Regions from separate parts of the Mus musculus genome. Here region 1 is linked to region 2. Evidence: chromatin contacts called from public HiChIP or PLAC-seq data. All regions are on one chromosome and are shown on one strand. Each heading gives the region's core, a stretch centred on a gene start, on an enhancer-like site or on the middle of the called end of the contact. The rest is flanking DNA. Distances are from core to core; before and after follow the strand shown. Region 1 holds the start of Ccdc85a (coiled-coil domain containing 85A). Region 2 has its middle 410 kb from the start of Ccdc85a.

Region 1 (2,893 bases), core at 42-2,541, 410 kb before region 2:
GGAGGGTTGTAAGCTGAAGTAAGCAGTGGAAAGCATTGGAGGACTAGCTGGGTCTTGGTCTCTGGGTGTGTTGAAAGAAACCTTTAACAGACTTCTCCCTTTGCTGAAAATTGAGAGAGGAGCCACTTTCTCCTAGGATTACAGTGCTTCAGCGTACCAAGGAAGACATTTTTGGGTTGCAAATATGACCAAAGGTTAGTGTGTGTGTGTGTGGGGGGGGGGGAGAGTTGGATGCCAGTATGTCAGAGAGAAGGTGAGAGTACATGCATGCTGTGAGAAGAGAGGGCAAAGGCCCAGATACAGAAGGAAGTCTCTATGAGTACAGTTATGTATGTGGTGTGTGTGTGTGTGTGTGTGTGTGTGTGTGTGTGTGTGTGTGTGTGTGTTCATGGTCAGGGGCTAACCGTACTACTTTCCTTCGATCTCCAGAAGGCAAAGGTTTCAGTCCCTAACTCATCATTTTTCACAAGGTGGCAGCTTTAAAGAGGATATGCACTGCCTCATTAGAGGGAACTGATTGAGACCCTCACTGTGACAGAAGCTCAGGCTGGGATAGTGTGATTCTATAATTTTCTGGTCCTGTCAGCTTCCTAGAAATGATACTGTCAGGGCCTTCTGCACCCATCCTTTAGGAAAACAAGTGTATTTTCAGCTGAAAGAGGATTGTGCTGTATTTAACCAGAGACTAGCCAAAACATAGAACCCTCCTTCCAGATCGGACCATCAAAGGCCAGCCCAGTTTGCAGCACAGAGGAGTGAAAAGCTCAGTTGGTATTGGTTGGTATTTCAGTTTACTTTGCCAAGGGCACCGGGTATGCAGACCTGAAAATCCAGGCTCCTGGAGAAGCAGAAGTTATTTTATTTTCTAAAGGCCTTGATATTTCCCAAACGAACTTTAAAAGGGCCAAGTACTTCCACCTGAAGCTTCTTCATAAGGTGGTGAGATTTTAGAGAAAACAAAGGCCTGGGAATGGGGTGGAGGTCCCCAAAGGGCTGAATTTAACAGCTCTTTGCCCTGATTTCCTGAACTTGAGGATTTTGTGACCTCCGGTACAGGCTTTCTTCCCTCTTCTCCAGTTCTCCGAAGTGCATCTAGCTAGTTAGTCATATGTCTTGCTCTCGAAATTTCTGCATCCAATTCTTCCAAGAACTGAATGTCGCTCATTTTGGTCAGCAGGCTGCCTCTCCTGAACTAGTCTGACTTGCAGAGATGGAGGGGAGGGGACAGCCTATAGTCACTTGGTGGCGCGCGCGAGCCTCTCAACGCCCTGGCGGCACCTGCTCTTGACTCCAGCCCCACCCGCATCCCTGTGCTCTGGGAACCGCGCTCCCAATCGTCCCTAGCAGCAGAGCACCAGGAGCTCAGGGTCCGGTTGGGCAGCTGAGTGCCATTCGGGTTTGGCCTTTGCAGAAGGTGTTGCGGAATGCGGGCGCCCCGGGAGCCAGCTTCCTCCCTGCTGCTGCTCCCCAATCCCCGCCCATCCTTTTCTGGGCTCTGAAAACCCAAGGCTTCCCAGAACAGTTTAGGATCAGCCATAGGACTACAGCTAGCCAGCTGCGCGGAGCTTTCTGGGAAGGACAGCAGCTCGCCCTAGGGTAGCAGCGGAGCCTCGGGGTTTAGCAAGCGAGAGGGAAGGGCGTGTGCATCGTGTGCCTGTGTGTGTGTGTGTGTGTGTGTGTGTGTGTGTGTGTGTGTGTGTCAGACCGTGAGGGATGGCTGTCTGGATCTGAGCGAAGGAGAGGGCAGGGGATTGAGACAGATCTCTCTTGGTGTCCCCGCCCGCTCCTGCTCCCCGGCGCCCTTCACCATGGAATTGCGCCGAGTTGGGACGGACCTATGCAGCCACCAGGAACTGGCTGTCGGGCCCCGAGATTCGGCAGGTACTCGCGCTTGGATGGCGAGGTAGGATGGCCACGCAGCGCGATTCCTGCCGTCCCCACGCAGCGGTCCCCCGGAGGTACCTCTGACTCTGGAAGCGTACAGGGGTGTGGGAGGAGGCCACCCAGCCGCGCCTGCACCTTCGCCAGTCGTTTCGCCTCTACCCACTCGCACCTGCCGCTGCGCGGATACCATGTCTAAGGCGGCTGGAGGCTCAGCGCCAGCGGCGGAAAGTTGTCCCTCGGCTCCGGCCGGTGCGTCGACACCCACGGGCGTGGATGATCTATCTAAAGTGACGGACGAAGAGCTGCTGCAGTGGAGCAAGGAGGAGCTGATCCGCAGCCTGCGGCGAGCCGAAGCCGAGAAGGTGAGCGCGATGCTGGACCACAGCAACCTCATTCGCGAGGTCAACCGCCGCCTGCAGCTGCATCTCGGCGAGATCCGAGGGCTCAAGGTGAGTATTGGGCCTGGCAAGAAGGCTGGGCTGGGCGTGGCAGGGATCTGGGAATCGCGGTGGGAGGAGGGTGGGAGAGCCAAACTTTCGTACCTCCATCAACAGGTGAGCTTCTCCCTTCTCCCAGGAGCACCCCTTGTCCCCATCTCCAGACCTTAAAGTTTTCCAAACTTTGGAGGCCCTTTCTTTTCTTCTTACGGGGACTTGGCATCTGGCTTTCTTTGATGCTTCTGAGACTAAGGGATTAGGAACCAAGGATGTCAGAAGTCAGAGAAGGGCACGGTGAGCACAGGGGATATTTAAAGTCCCAAGGAACAAAGACGCTTCAGGAATTAGGTTACAGTACACCAAGGGAGAAGACTAGAGAGCTTGCCAGCCCAGTGCCTCTTCACCTTTAGGGGTCGGGTGTAGCTGCTCCTGCACCACCACTAGCTTTCTGGTGAGCAGAGGGCAAAGAAAGGACACAACTGCTAAGAACAGGAGAGAAGCCTCGGGTACCACCCGAGGAGCCAGTGTGAGTATGACTCGGTACTGGGTGCAGGTAAGCAAGATTTCTGCCT
Region 2 (3,032 bases), core at 53-2,552:
TGCTTCACAGGATTCTCACATTCTGTCTAACATGGGCTTTTCAGGAACACAGGGTTTTATATCCTCTTGGCAACATAGCGAAGGCCTAAGTATACACATATAGAGTATTTTAGTTTACATAATTTGTTTTGGATTGTTTTAATTTGATCTAGGATAGAGAATATTAGTCACTGACTCCAGAGTAGAGAGTGAAGTGATAATCATTGACTGGTTTGAACAGGTATTAATTATCAAAGTCTGTGTCTCCAGGTAGAGAGTTCAATAGACAGATATTATATACGTATTTATAAAATATGTCTGTGGTTCTGAACAGAGATCCAAACAGAAAGATGGTATAGATTGTTTACCCAGCCACATAAAGCTTATATTCTGCTAGTGCTCCATTGGTATCTTGAGTATCTTTTCCTATTTGGCAAGATAGGAAAGGCCTATGTATAGGTACATACAGTATCTTAGTTTACTTGATTTGTTTTAGATTGTTTTGTGTTGCGGCCGGCCAGCGGCTCACATGTCTGGGTTCTAACCTGGAAGGCATCCTGGAATCTGGAAGAGAAGAGGGGACTAGGCGATGTGAGAAAGATGAAACCAAGACTGATCAAGGTTCAATTTTACTATTCCAGACACTGGGTTATGAAGCAGGGGGAAGGGGCCCATTCCCACCAAATCATCCTGGAGTCCAGTTTCAGGTGACCACGTGTTTGGCTCCAGAACAGCTAGGGGGCAGGCAGCAGCAGTGGGAGTGACAGAACGATAGGGTGGCAGGCTCCATCCCGATGCTCTCTTCTTGCTAATAGTGAAACCTGAGCAACCAGGTTTCAGGCTGGGGGTGGGGTGGGGTGGGTTACATCTCCTCCTGGTTGTTAATATATAAAAGAAAAGGCTGGGCTGAGGCATAAAATTTATTTATGCTCTATAGTTCTGCCTGAATTCTTAGGGCCTAATGAAGAAACCTGTCTTAGTGGGATTTTCTAACTTTTCTTATGGTAAGCCATATCTGGATAAGACTGTCCTTTCTGTCCTAGTAAATATCTTGCAGACTAGCCCTGAGCTGTTGGCTCTGTCTTTTGTAATGCTTAATTAGTAACTGAATAGGTAACTTCCTTGTTGAACTCCAAGTATTCAGCTAAACGGTCTTTCTAGGATGTTGGAACACTGACTTAACTATATCAAGATTCAATTTTAAAAGGCACTATAGTAAGACAACACTAAAGGAGAGCACATGGATCCATACACCAGACAAACGCAGGGATAGGGTAAGAACGTACAGGTTAATGAGAATGCCAAGGCTCCAGGAGGTGAGCTTCTGTGAAACTCTTGCCTCATGAGTGCTTTTTAGGCTTCTCAGCCTATCAAGCGGACTTCACCGGAGTGTGCATGGCATCTCCCCCATTCTTTTATTATTCAGCTGAAGTTCTAGGATGTCCCACCTCGTCTAGCTACAGATCTTAGGAGTGCTCTAAAGATGAGTGAAAACACAACGATTTACTAATAAAATAGTGCCAATAATAATAGCAAGTAGGATTATATATTGAACCCAATCCAGGGGATTCAATGTACTTAGGTTGTTTTTAAATCTCTGGCCAATTCATCAATGTTCCAAGTTTCCAAGTGACTATTGCTAATATCTGAAATTTCTGCCTTTCTAGCCCTGATAGCAAACCTTAATCCCAAATCAGACCAGAAGCCACAATTCGTGCTGGAAAGCCTTTAGAATGAAAATTAGCACCTGCCACCTGCAGGCTCTTGGGGGAAGGGATGCATGCCAGCTGTAGTCAGGCTGAAGGTGTTGATTGACCTGCTTGAAAGACAAGATCTAGACAATGAGAAAGTAACAAAATGCAAAGCTTCTTTTAGGGAAGTCCAGGTACTTTATTCAGTTGCAAATTAGCAAGGCTCAAGCTCAGTCTCTGGCCGCCTTGTGGGGGAGCTGGTTTTTAGAATTAGTAAAACGGCCAGAGATTCTCTGGAAGTGGAGGCTGTGCTTTGAATTAACTTTGCTAGGTAATTAAGAATTTCAGTTATCTACAATAGGAATCTCTAATATTGGACTAAATATTAGACCAGTCTAAGATTGAGTTAGAATAACTGGTCACATTAAAGAAAAGAGAAATATCATTATGACTCTATTAAATTACTAATCTTACTAAGTCAGAATATACAGTCTCTGATGTTCTTTTGGCCATAAAGCTAAAAAGCTTGAAGCTAGTCCAAACTGGAAAAATTGGCAAGCAAGGATGGGTCTAAAACAGGTATCCAATTTAGTTTCTTAGTCACTTCAATCAGGGCACTGAGTCAACTCACCTGCCAGCTCGTCACACAAATTAACCATCATGCTTTTGCAGTGTTCTGTGAAGAGAACCTATGTTTTTCCCTTCCCTAATAAGGTAGTTGTTTAGGATCAAATTATAGGCCAATAAGCAGATCCTTTTAAGATACTACAAAGCATGTATTAAATTATTTGAGATCTAAATTTCAAAATTCGAAAATAAAGTATGAATTAAATAGTGTGCACGCGAATGCACTAAATAGTATGCACGGGGATATAATTTTCCCCTTCTTTGTCTTTTAAGAAGTTAAAGTTTTAAAGTTTCACAATATCTAGTCCTTAGAATCAATAACTTGTTGACAAAATATTTTAAATACTTGACTGTAAAGGGGCAGTGATTAATTGCACTTTCAATTGTTTTTCTTAAGGAGCGGTTGTAACTAGAAAGCTTGAAAAATTATTAAGAGTCACATGTGCATAATTTATTTATTTATTAACTAGAAATTAGAGAGAATTTATTTGTAGCAATTTATTAAGTAAAAGTCCTCAAGAATTAACACTATTATGTGGAAACATGTAGTAACTAAGGACACTACAGGAAAAGAATTATACATGTACAATTTTTAAGAATAATAAAATATTATCTTAAACCATAACTGTTTTGAATACACAAAGAACGAGGTTATATATCCAATCTATCTCATATGTATGACCTACAGACTGCCTGAGATATAAATCTAGCCTGGCATTGTTTTAAGATGTCCAG

Evidence for each region. HiChIP or PLAC-seq counts read pairs in DNA pulled down with a chosen protein or histone mark.
Region 1: an H3K27ac HiChIP or PLAC-seq map of embryonic stem cells shows a contact between it and region 2, with 3 times the contacts expected there. The contact joins the promoter of Ccdc85a here to the enhancer-like site in region 2. A contact is called at or near these places in 9 of 39 promoter capture datasets (cranial neural crest, embryonic stem cells, hippocampal neurons and 2 more), 1 of 484 Hi-C or Micro-C datasets (embryonic stem cells) and 5 of 115 datasets of contacts at active chromatin or transcription factors (embryonic stem cells and stem cell-derived neural progenitor cells).

What each region holds. Positions count from the first base shown.
Region 1 is chr11:28,582,722-28,585,614 of GRCm38.p6, reverse strand. Ccdc85a (coiled-coil domain containing 85A) reads left to right here and starts at 1,291. Exons shown (of 5, transcript NM_181577.5): 1 at 1,291-2,333. The coding sequence starts at 2,073.
Region 2 is chr11:28,170,176-28,173,207 of GRCm38.p6, reverse strand. No RefSeq gene overlaps it. Among named protein-coding and RNA genes, the nearest start is that of Ccdc85a, 410 kb to the left of the region's middle. Within about 2 kb of position 1,302, at least 4 of the 459 cell types and tissues checked have an H3K27ac peak or open chromatin away from gene starts, as enhancers often do. A contact at or near this core is called in embryonic stem cells and stem cell-derived epiblast-like cells, where this site is marked.